Regions from separate parts of the Mus musculus genome. Here region 2 is linked to region 1. A link is a contact called in public HiChIP or PLAC-seq data. All regions are on one chromosome and are shown on one strand. Each heading gives the region's core, a stretch centred on a gene start, on an enhancer-like site or on the middle of the called end of the contact. The rest is flanking DNA. Distances are from core to core; before and after follow the strand shown.

Region 1 (6,264 bases), core at 2,490-4,989:
CATCCCCGAAGTCGAAGCTTCTTGGGTGCAGGAGGCACGGTTGGGAAATCCTTTTAGATCAGGGATTCTAGCCCAGGGTCCTACGTGATTCCAACTTCACAACTGCCACTGGGGCAGAGGTTACCTGACTTGTTTCAGTGTCTTCTGACCAGAAACCTTCCTACCTAAGCCCAGACAGGCCACCCGAAAGCTCTAAGGGGTCTGTAGTCTGTGGTTCTCTGTCTGTCTGTCTGTCTGTCTGTCTGTCTGTCTGTCTCTGTGTCGCTCTCTGTCCCTCTGTCTCCCTCTCTGTCTGTCTGTCTCTGTCTCTCTCTCTATTACACACACACACACACACACACACACACACACACACACACAAACACACACACCAAGCCTGCCAGGTCCCTTACATTCAGGAACCTGCTCTTCCTGCCACAGGCCTTCTGACAGGAGGAGAGGCAGCTCTGCCACAGTTTAGAAGGTTCTAGATTGCATTCTAGCCCCACTGCCAATATACTGAGGGTCCCTGCACAGGTTTCTTTAGGCTTAAGGCCCCATCAACTGCCAATGGAAAGGCCAGAGTTCCCAGAACAGAACTCGGCATCCAGTGGCAAGGAAGCCAGGCCATAGAAGCCCAAGGACTCCCGGGTGCAAAGGAGTGAAGGATGGAGGGCTTGGGTACCACTGTGCTGGTGGCTGGCAGTGCCCTCACCTGACAAAGCAAAAACCCAGAGGATCCCTGCTGGAGTGCCACCCCTCAGGGGGTGCTTTTCCCACCCCCACCCCCAGCCCCAGCAGTGTGCATAGGCCAGCTCCAAGGGGAACAGTGGAAGCCCGGTCATGCAGTTCCACACAGCTCACCATCTATCAGCACCACACAGAGGTATGCCTCGCAGTGTACAGCTTCCACGCTGGAAAGACTAAGGAGCCTCTACCAGACAGGACCAGGCTGAGTAAGCCATCCTAGAGGCTCAGCACACGGCGATACACACATGGCTCACCACCTTCCCCAGCTGGAACCAGAGAAGCACACCCTCAGCTGTCCAGTGCAGTGGAAAAGCTCTGCGGACTGGAGAGGTCCACAGAGCCAGGCCTGGGCTGAGGCAAACCTGGGCACTACTCCAGGTGGCCTCTGGCTTCTGGGCGGGGTGGTACACTGGATAGGTCCCTTACCCCCTGTAGTTCAGTCTCCTCCTCCTGTAGTCATCAAAAGAGAAAATGCACAGTTTGCCCATGAGCCCAATTTAAGGGCTTGCTCCAGGTGCCTACAGGTGAAAGTGAAGGGGACAGATGGGGAGTTCTCCAGCTGTGGGCCAGCATGTCCAACTTCCAGAAGGGAGGGCAAGTGTCTGTTAGGGTGGCAAGGTCAGCTGAGTCCAGGGTTCAGGTAGATGCCCAAGGGATGGAGCGATGGGCCCTGAATGCAGGGACAACTGAGGAGCTTGGCTCAGAGGTGGGGACCAAAGGGGACACAGAGATGAGGGGGAAAAGTCAGCTGAGCTCAAAGGAACACATCAAGGCAGACGTTCCTACCCAGTCTGTACTAAGCTGAGGTAACAAGGACCTCCCCAGAGCAAAGTCCGTAATCAAGAATGGGACAAGACAAGGGTCTTAATTAGAGGCAAGGGGGTAGGCTGGGCATAGGGGCATGCATCCTTCATCACAGCCCTTAGGAGTCAGAGGTGGGTGGATTTCAAGGCCAGCCAGAGATAGTAAAACTGCCCCATCCCCTCACCCCAAAGATGCAAAGGTGGAAGAGGACACTCACTTGCCCTCTCTGGCCAGCTTTAGGGCATGGACACCGAGCCAGGGAGGGAGGGCTGCCTAAAGAGGAAGCCTTTAGTTGGACCTCAGAGAAAGGGGTGGTGATAGAGCGTGAGTGCTCTCTCGTGCTCTCTCGTGCTCCCCCCCTTTCTTGCTCTCTCTCTCACCCAAATCTCTTGTGTTTAGTGAGACTCCAGCCACAGCTGTGCAGCCTTGGTGACACAGACAAGGTCCCAGGAGGAAGCTGTACCATGATGGATGAATTCATCTCTCAGTCCCTCGGTTTCCTGACCTAGAACACAGGGCTAACATTTTGGGGCGAAGCGACTTTGAGGCACCATCAATGCCTTCCTTCTGGGACTCCAGGGAGGGCTGGGCAGCCTTCCTTCTGGAATGGCTGAGGGCTCAGATGGACAGGAGACATGTGTGGCTCAGGTCCCATGAAGTGCTAGACAGAGACCAGGCCACGCAGGGCACGACAGGCAGGCAGGACAAACCTGGAACTTGGGCCTTGGAGGCAACCTGGCTCAGTCCTCAACTTTATGAACGGAGAGACGATGCCAGAGAAGCTGGGGCCAACCTGAGGTGACATTTCTAAGGTAAGCTTAGCAAAGCAATTCCTCCCTCACAGGACCCAACACGACAGAACTAAGAGCAGCTGAAGAGATCAGGCAAGAGCACTGGGAGGTGGCTCGGCTGATAAAGCGCCTGCTGCGTAAGCAGAACGGCCTGATTCTGCTCCCCTAGAACACATATTAAAAAAACAAGCCACGTATAACCCTAGGAGGGTAAGGGAAGACAATAGAACCCAAGAGCTTACTGGCCAGCCAGCCTAGCCAAATGTATTTAACATTCAATGATAGACCCTGTGTAAGCACAGTATGCATGTATGTATGTATGTATGTATGTATGTATGTATCTATAATCCATCCATTTATCCATCCATCCATCTATCTTTCTATCTATCTCAGAATCAAAAAGGAGCCACAGAACCACAGATTCAACTCTCCATGTTCCAAAATAAACATTTTAGAGTCTCAAAACCCCAAGCTAGACTGCTCAGGCCCTCTGGGTCAGAACGTGGGACACTCGGCCATCAAAGACTCTCACAAGCAAGCTGCAGAAGCCCAGAAACTCTCGTCATGGGATCTAACCCAGGTGCCAGGAGCAGTAGGCATGGCCACCCCTCCCCCACCGCAGGCCCAGGAATCCCGTTCCCACCGCTGACATATGGCCAGTCTGCGCAGGCAAGAGGCTGAAAGCTGTCCCTTCTGAACAGGGAGGGAAGTAAGTTCTCAACGGGAGACCCCCGCTTTGTACAAATGGATTCTTCACCCTCCTTGTTCTTTGGCTCTGGTCAGAAAGATTCCCAGGGCAGTGGCAAGAAGCCAAGCGCTGCCACGAAATGACTTTAACCAGCAGACAGGCTGGTAATAGGTTTCGGTGGGAAAAAGGCAGGAGCGGGGTGATTCATTCCAACTTGCTATGTGATAAAGAAAATTAAGGCATAATACTGCGGAGGCAGTGCCCCTGTTAACCTGTGCGGAATACCAATTACTCCAAGCTTCTCAAAATCGCTAGAAATAAAAAGAAAACCCCAGAAGAGTGTGATTGTGGCCCAAGGCTCATCTGGATTAGGGCTGTTTGTTTGCCCTGGCACCCTAATGATGAGAGGGAGGGAAAATTCCCCGTTACCTTGGAGACAGCGATGCCAAAGCGGGGGTGGGAGAGGAGAGGCAAGCCCACGTGCAGCCACTGATCTGCTTGGCAAGTGCTTAGGGTAGAGGGATCCCCAGGTTCACTCAGGGAGGGCTGGGTGCAGAGGCTGCTAGGCCTCCCCTTGTCCTTCCCTCTACGGCACCTTCAGTGCTAGGTGTAGCATACGGGAGGGGCTGCAGAGAGAACATCTGGTGTATTGCATGGATGCATCACCTGTCAATTTAAAAACCTATGGCCTATAGGAAAGGGTAGAAGAGAAGGTGGGACATCCGGGAGGCAGAAAGAATTCTGGGATAGAGCCAGGCACGGGAAGATTCACAGGGGAAGATGTGACGAGGGGGACACTTGGTGCCTGAGCCCAGGTAAGCAGCCATGTGGCAGAATGGATTATTACAGTTATGATCTAGTCAGAGAAGAGCCTAGCTATATGGCCAATTTATACTTTGAGTCTGGATCTTATTTCTGAGAGCACGGGGCTGGGAGGAAGAACCAGACCTAACTCACACAAGGACCAGTTTCACTCATCCTACTCGTAGGAGAGTCTCAGGTCTGTACTGCTGGAAGCCAAGAGAATCAGGAGCAGAAGGGGGGTGCTTACTGTGTGCCAGGCACCTGCCAGGTACTGGTGAACTCTGAAGTTAGGGAAGACTTCTGGGGGAGGGGGAGGGGGGAGGGGAAGCGGCGGGGGCAGCCTCCCTGCTCACAGGCCTCTGGACCACATCTCACAACTCTCGCTCCTTATACAAGCTAAAGATACCAACTGCCTTGAGCCAGCCTGCTCCCCAGTAAACCACCCCTCTATGGCTTGCATGGAGGTGAAGCCACCTATCATGCAATCATTGCTTGCACTACAGAACAAATTCACTCCCCTCCAAGTAGCCAGTTCCTCTGGGCATGGACGTTTGGGAGAGTCTCGTCTACTGCCTGCTGTGGTCTTCCTCCTGCCAGGAGCAGGTTAGAGGTCCCAGAGCTTAAATCCTGCCTCTGCCCCTATGTGACCTCATGCAGGCTACTTGCCTGGTATATATAATGTACTCTTAGATGAGGAATGTGAGACTTGGCCCTGACCATGGAGTGATGGCCACCACACTGCTCCTTAAGGTATACAAAGCCTATTACATATAGATCCTCGCTTGACTTGGTGCTGAGAAATGAACCTAAGGCCTCACGCATGCTCTAAAACTGAACGACACTATCTATCTATCATCTATCCATTTATTTTGGAGACAGGGTAGTAGATCACTCTGTCGCTCAGGCTGGCCTTAAGCTCACTGTGTAGCCAAGGACGGTCATGAACTTCTGACCCTCCTCCTACTTTTGCTATCATGCCTGATATCATGCAGTGCTAGGGATTGAACCCTGGGCCTCGCGCATGCTAGGTTAGCACTCTTCTAACGAGCAACCTGTCCAGTCATTACTTAGTTCTTACAGCTCTCCTGAAGTTCAGAGAGGGACAAGATGGCCTACATCACACAACGAATGAGTAGACCTACTAGGTCCAGTGCTCTCCAGCAGCTCAGGGTACTTCCTCTAAGGAAGGGGCTACAGTGGGAATTCAGAGCTTGATCCTGGTCAGTCCTGTGAAATAAAGAGGAGTACTCTTTCAAGAGCCTCTCTGAGCCACCGTGAAACTCTAACAGCATAAAAGATGCCTAAGGCATAAATTACCGGACAGGGCAATAGCCTGGGGGAACAGATAAAACCACTACAGGGAGTCCAGAGACTGGGCTCCAGTCCTGTCCCTCCATCCTGGCTCTGTGCTTGGATCGGCCTGGGTTTCCCCATCTGTCAAACACAGCACAAGGATTCCTGCCTCCTTCCCAATGCCAGTGCATACCTGCCAAACCTAGCTCCATCTTGCCTTCTGCCCAGACAGTCTGTGATCACTACCTCTGCCAGGAAGGCTCAAGAGGCCGCTGGGCACACAGCCCAGCCTGTCTCATGTTGCTCTCCAGCCAGGCCTGGACCTAGACCACACACAGGGAAGTATGTTGAAATAGACATGGAGGTCCTCGGGCATGGCAGTGCACACACATGCAGATGAGCATGCATGCGCAGAGATACACTCAGCCGCTTATACTCGCATGTGTGCCCCACACACACCAAGCCACACTGTGTACACACTGCAGCACACGGGCTGCATACCCACACACGCACAGGTGGCTTCCTGTGATGCTCACACACTACAGACAAATATGCAGAGATTTGCCTGCCTCTCCTGTGACAGCCAGATGGTGGGATTCTCCCATTGGGCTACCATTTAATGCTCTAATTAATTAAAAAAAAATCCTAGGCACCCAAGACCTGGATTTGTTCCAAATGTCTCAGGCATGGCCCAGCCATAGGCCAAGGGAGGCAGCAGGACTTAGGGTGAGGGGATGCACCTAACAGGGGCCCCACCCCTTACCTTGCCAAGAAGCAGGCAAGGGCCATCTGCTGCTACAACTCAAGCTGAGGAAAGATTACACTGTAACATTCCTGGATCTTCACCTGATGGGGGGGAGGGGGCTCTGTTTCTGCTGCGGGGGGGGGGGGGGGGGGCGCAGCAGAGGTCCCTTAGATTGCACAGCAACTTGAAATGTGTTCACCAACACCGAGGTGGACTGCAGGCTTAGAGGCAGATCCAAGGCTGTCTTTGCTGAGTCCTACTGCGCATAGAGCCTGCGTGCCTCCGTGGGAGGACTCTGAAGGGGATGTGTCTGTGCATGGCAGTCTGCTGTGAGCCAGGGGTGAGGCAGAGCTGAGGCACTGAGCAGAGGGGCTGCCAAGCTCCGTGCCCTGGGCTCCTGCACTCCAGTG
Region 2 (6,264 bases), core at 1,419-3,918, 57 kb before region 1:
ATAATCTCTTCTTTATTTTTGAGAATTTCACTGAGCCTCACTGGCTTCAAACTTGCTATGAACTAATTATTTCTTTTAAAAAGGCTTTTTCAGGCAGAGTTTCTCTGTACAGACCTGGAACTTGCTCTGTATATCAGGCTGTCGTCAAACTCAGAGATTCGTCTCATTCTGCCTCCCGAGTGATAAAAGTCTTATACCATCACCACCACCATTACTGAGTCCAACTTGAATTTCTAATCCCCATGCCTTCAACTACAAAGTCATGGAATTGCAGGTCTGTATCATTCCTGACAATAATCCGGCAATAGCCTCTGTCAGATATATTGTTATAGTGGTAACAGACAACTGATACACCCTGCTGCTTACAGACAAGGTTTCATGCCTCGCAGCCTGGCCTTGGTGATCTTAAACTTCTGAGCTTCTTGCTTTCACCTCCCCAGTGCTGACATATAAACATGGCTACCATGATCAGTTTCTGTGATGCTAAGGATGAAGCCCAGGGCCTCATGAAGACAAGCACTCTACCAACTGCTTCTGAGGAGCACTAGGTCATGCAAACAAACAACCCAAACCAAACAAAGAGAAAAAGATATGATGCTGATTCGGCATAAAATTAACTGCTAAATTGTATGAAGACATACTGTCATATCCTTAATGATATAGTAGAAATCCCAGCAGAATGGAACACATGACCTTTACTGAGATTCAGATATGCCCAAATGCCTATCATTATCTCTTACAAGCAAGAGTAACTATCCTCAGATTTAATATCTAGGCCATGATTTTCCTGATTGAAAGTATGGCAGAATACTTTGTCACATGGGCTTTTTATAATCAGGATTAAACAACATATTGTTTGAACGAGGTTATTCACACTCTGAACCTAGATGGGTTTCCACAGTAAAAGGAGGCAAAATGATTTGCTCATCTATGAGTACGCTGCCACCCCCATCCCCCGCCTTCTTCCACTCCCCAGTGTGTGGATCAGGAGGGGGCTCTGAGGTGGGAGAGTAGTAGTAAATGTCTATGGTTTAGCTCTAAAGAGCGTAATTCGAGGTTGAGACTTTCCCCTGATCCGTTTCCTCTTCAGAAGCAAAGTCAATGCTGTCTTCATAGTCTATGTACTAGGGACTAATATATTTAATTCTATGATAACATTTGGGAGTCACAGGTAGGTTTTCTTATCCTTTGTTTTACAGATGAAAACACAGAGACCAAGTTCAGCCAGAGAACTTGTTTTGAGGTCACATGGTCAGTATGGGGCACACCGAGGGTACAAACCAAGACACACAGATTTCAAACACTTACTAGCTTTTGATTCAGCACTGGGGGGGGGGGGGGAGTGAATCAGAGAAATAATCTAGCTGCTTAGAAATAAGTGCTCGCTTCCTACACTTCATCTTTCATTACCAGAGAGAACATAAGCAATGGGAAACCAAAGGCTAAGTCGTAGTGAAGGAAAGGTCTGTACCTCTTTCCTGATCATGACGTCATTTTTGTAATTGCTGTTGTTGGCGTATCGCAATTTACCTTCGGAAGAAAAAAGAAAAAAAAAAAAGAATGCAACGTATTAGAAAACATGAACAAAGCACCATTACCCTCCAAAGAATATGAGCTTTGCCTAAATTATATCGAATGTTTCAACCCATTTCCCAGCTGTGATAGTAGTGTTTTTGGTACTTCACTTGAAACTACTGAACAACAGAAGAAGGACCTGACAGTAAACTAGAGTCCCGGGAAAAGGCTGCCATGATGTAGCAAAAGAACACGTTCTCAGCTGTAAACAGGAATTTTAATGCTATCTTAGCTGCACAGAGAAGAACATGCTGATGTTCAACTGGGTTGGGAAAGGACTTTGAAAACTAAGGAAGCTGTATGCAAGCAAGCACTACAAACACCTGTATAGCGAGGCTCTTGACTAACATCACCCCCTACTACTGTCTCTCAGTCACCCCAGTGACCACCTGGATATGTCTGGCTCTTTGAGGTCCTATGACACTTGCTACTCCTGTAGATGCTTTTCTTCCTGTACTTCAAAAATTGATCCCTTTTCAATTACGGCTTAATTCAAATTCACACTCCTCAGACTGCTCTTTAAAAGCGACCTTACTTTTTGATCACTCCACACTACAAGAGATCGCTGTGGTTTCTTCCGGCTCTGAAACACATGTTCCACGAGAGGGGAAAATTTATTTTTGTTGCTCTGTCCCCAGACTGGAAAACAAACAGCCCATTCTCAGATGGACATTAAATCTTTGTTGAATGTAAGCAACCTGGCTTTTTAAAAAGCTACGAAGGAGAATCGCCAGCGGATGAAGAGAAAGAACCAATGAAGCCGACAAAAGAATGCCTCTTTCACGACCCAACAGCACGGTGGTCGGCGTCCCTTGCTTCGCTTCGCCACATTCCGCAGCCCGCCTTCTCTCCGCCCTCCCCGGGGCCGGTCCCACTGCCCGCAGCCGGGAGGCCGCTCTTACCGTCAGGTCGGAATTCAAACTCCAGGAACTCATGACCGAACTTGCCTTTGTGGCCCACGTAGTAACGCAGGTAAAAGTCACTCTCCATGCCTCGCAAGGGACAAGGAGGACGGAACTTTAGGAACGGATGACACTACCACGGCCTGCGGTCTACGTCTTATACTGGCGTAATGGTGGCGCGCGGAAATGACGTCTGCCACCGCGACACTAAGAGTTTCTCACTCTCCGGAGGCGGGAACGAGATTACCACGCCCCCTCCCCTAGACGCTGGGTCAAGATCGCCACGCCCCCTTGGTTGTATATCGAGAGTTCTGGAAGATCTTGGGATCCGAGAACTGCATCTGGGTTTCAGCCCAACACTGAGCGCTAGAGTCCTGTCAGGCGCAACCTCAATTTAAAGAGACAAGTGAGTCGAACGAGGTTATTCACACTCTGAACCTAGATGGGTTTCCACAGTAAAAGGAGGCAAAATGATTTGCTCATCTATGAGTACGCTGCCACCCCCATCCCCCGCCTTCTTCCACTCCCCAGTGTGTAGATCAGGAGGTGGCTCTGAGGCGGGAGATTAGTAGTAAATGTCTAAAGAGCGTAATGAGAGTTTGAGACCAGTGGCTGCATACTAAGACCCTGTCCCGAAAAATAAAGTTGGCTTTACTTAGCTGTCTTTTAAGAATGACTCCTTTCCCATTCCACAATGTTGCCTGAAACTTGCCTGCATTTAGCTAACATCCCTTTCTGCTATTTCTTTATTTTACGTGTAGGCAGAGTACTGCTACCTGATCCAGACTGACCTGAAACCACAAACCCTCCTACCTCATCCTCACGAGGGTCACCACTCATGAACGAGTTGCCTTTCATTCTTCCCTTTCAAGCTAACATGTCTAGATAGGTGTTGTGGGTCGGTTAAATGAATGTTGGATCCCTACTAGGCTTTTTTGTCTTGTTTTGTTTTGTTTTTCGAGACAGGGTTTCTCTGTGTAGCCCCGGCTGTCCTGGAACTGACTCTGTAGACCAGGCTGGCCTCAAACTCAGAAATCCACCTGCCTCTGCCAAGTGCTGGGATTAAAGGTGTGCGCCACCACCGCCCGGCTCCTACTGGTCATCTTATTTAGCAGCGATTCTCAGCCCTAGCCACATGCTGACAGAATCCAGTTTCACTGAAGCCTCTAAAAAAATACCCAGGTGAGAACTGGGCATGGTGGCCAATGCCTTTGATCCCAGCACTTCAGAGGCAGAGTGGAGTAGACCTCTGTGAGTTTAAGCCTAGACTGCTCTTTGCATAGTGAGTTCCAGGCCAGTCAGGACTACCAAGTAAGATACACACACACAAACTGAAACAAAAACGAGGTGGGTCAAATGTGGAGACCACTACCCAAGAGGTTCATTTTCAAGAGCCAAAGTTGACCTCTGTGAAAGGTCAAATTTCTGGTGCGGGAATTTTAAGGTCAAGTAGGTGAAATACGGTAAATTCTAGTCATAGAAGATTGACACACGACAGGTGTGGTGGCACATGCCTTTAATCCCAGCACTCAGGAGGCAGAGGCAGGCGGATTTCTGAGTTCGAGGGCAACCTGGTCTACCGAGTGAGATCCAGGACAGCCAGAGAAACCCTGTCTCAAAAAAAAAGAATTGACACACATCGTTACCAGAGATGTCGTCTCACCACTCTCTGCCCTGCCACTGGTTTGTTTCTTGTTCTCTGAGACAGGGTCTGGCTGTGTAGCCCTGGCTGGCCTGAAACTCACTATATTGGCCAGACTGGGCTGGGGTACAGATATCCACCTGCCTTTGCAGGACTCTAGAGGAGTCCTGGTATTAAAGGCGTGTGCCACCACCTTGCCTGGCTCCTACTGCACTTTAGAAAGATCACTTTGGTTGTCATGTAAGCCGACTGGAAAATAGGAAGGCCAGAAGTGCAATTGTTATGGAGATAGGTAGTCGTTAAGGAAATCCATGAAGGTAGTACTGTGGTGGTGATGACCCATGTGTAGGTAGTGGCTGCAAACTGGAAAATGAGTGGATTTGAAGTGAAATACCTTAACATAAAGGGTAGGTGTAATGGCTATTCCTGGTTGTCAACTTGACTATATTCAAAATGAATTACAATCCAGAATTGGAAGGCTCACCTATGGTCCTGATCTTGAGGCTGGGAGATACAAGTTTCCGACCTGGTCTTGGCATGGAGATCATGAGGCATAGTGGCTATGAATCCCAGGAGATTAAGGCAAGGAGATCTGAGTTCAAGGTCATCTGCGACAAAGCAAGTCTTAGATCCAGGCATGGTGGTACACACCTTTAATCTAGGCCACACCTTCTGCTGGAGACCTACATAAGGACATTGGAAGAAGGAAGATTCACTCTTCTTCCCCTAGATCCAGGTGTGGTGGTACACACCTTTAATGTGGAGACCTACATAAGGACATTCTTCTTCTGCTTGCCTTGTGGGACTGAGCAACTGCTAAATCCTTGGAGTTGGACTACAGACAAACCAATCCGCTTACTATATAGAGACGAGGCATAAGTTCTCTGACTCTAGAGAACCCTGACTAACACAGTAGGCAAAGGAGACTAAGCTGTGGCCAAAGCTGTAAGGGAGAAACCAGGCATATGGAGCCATAGAAGCCAAAATAAGAGTATTCCAGGAAGAGTGGCCTAGTATAAAATACTGCTCCTAGGTCAAGGAAGAAAAGGACTGGAGTGTCTACAAGGAGGCCTTGGTAAAGTCACCTCAGGGGCATGAGAAAAGTGGCAGCTCAGAAAGACTGGGCTGCACGTGAACAAAAGTCATAATGGAAATACGGAGTTTTCTAACCCAGACAGACAAGACGTTACTTCCTGGGAGAGACACTACCTAAATTGAGTTCTTAACAAGCAGGAAGAAAATCTAGGCAGAGAATAGTCTGTTGTTCTTTAGGACTACCAAAAAGAACTCTGTGGCTTTGAGCTGTAACTTCACCCATGTCTTTATAAAACGGGAGTGGATAATACTGAGTACTTACTGCTAAGATCGAGATGTTTGTGCAAAACCTTTGGTATACATGAGGGGGTTAGCATGTGAGAGCTCACACCTCCCCACCACCATCAAATCACCACAAGGAAACAAAACAGATTTTAAAAAATGAATTTAATCTCTCTAGAAATAGTGTACTGATATTACAAATGTCCACATGTGGATGATGTCAGTACAGCTAGTGAAATGGAGCACACTTCCTTCAGCCCCTCTGCCTCTGGAAGAAGCTGGATTGCCGAGTACGGGAGCTAACGGAACCCGGAATGACATGACAAGAGCAGAAATGGTTAATGGGACCCAATAACTTTACATGCCCTACTATTACACCAAATATGGTAATTTGGAGGGTGGCTTGACAAAACAAGCAAATCCATTTGGATAGTGTGTTTGCAAACCAGTCCCTCACCCCTCACCCCTGACATTAACAGCTTGTAGAGAGCAAAATGCTATTTTAAAAGCCCGTGGTTTGTACAGTCTTCTCTTGTAGTTTTTGTTTTTTAAAAAAAAAGTATCAAAACCTTGTCTTTAAATATATATATTTATATTTATACAGGTAGCTTTTTTAAAATTAATTTTTTACAACACGTGTTTGCAAATGCAGTTCCTGCTGCTTCTTAAGACTGTGCACATGGTGCCCGGCCTGAATGAAGCGTCCTGTAGTTAACTGAAAAAAATTGAAGCCGTAATTTCCTCCACCTAACTTCTTCACATCCTGGAAACTCCCAAATACCCTAAAAATAAAGCGTAAGGACACCGACTCCCTATCTTCATGCTTTT

What was found. HiChIP or PLAC-seq counts read pairs in DNA pulled down with a chosen protein or histone mark.
Region 2: a contact with region 1 is called in an H3K27ac HiChIP or PLAC-seq map of embryonic stem cells, with 8 read pairs. The contact joins the promoter of Magoh here to the promoter of Lrp8os2 in region 1. A contact is called at or near these places in 6 of 39 promoter capture datasets (HPC-7-derived erythroid cells, embryonic stem cells, frontonasal cranial neural crest and 3 more), 2 of 115 datasets of contacts at active chromatin or transcription factors (both in embryonic stem cells) and 3 of 9 other capture datasets (adipose tissue, embryonic stem cells and pancreatic islet).

The regions. Positions count from the first base shown.
Region 1 is chr4:107,820,497-107,826,760 of GRCm38.p6, reverse strand. Lrp8os2 (low density lipoprotein receptor-related protein 8, apolipoprotein e receptor, opposite strand 2) reads left to right here and starts at 3,739. Exons shown (of 2, transcript NR_151515.1): 1 at 3,739-3,827. The region is part of intron 2 of Lrp8 (low density lipoprotein receptor-related protein 8, apolipoprotein e receptor); the gene reads right to left.
Region 2 is chr4:107,876,159-107,882,422 of GRCm38.p6, reverse strand. Magoh (mago homolog, exon junction complex core component) reads right to left here and starts at 2,668. Exons shown (of 5, transcript NM_001282737.1): 1 at 2,478-2,668; 2 at 1,472-1,530. The coding sequence starts at 2,565. Lrp8 (low density lipoprotein receptor-related protein 8, apolipoprotein e receptor) reads right to left here. Exons shown (of 20, transcript NM_053073.3): 20 at 5,583-6,264.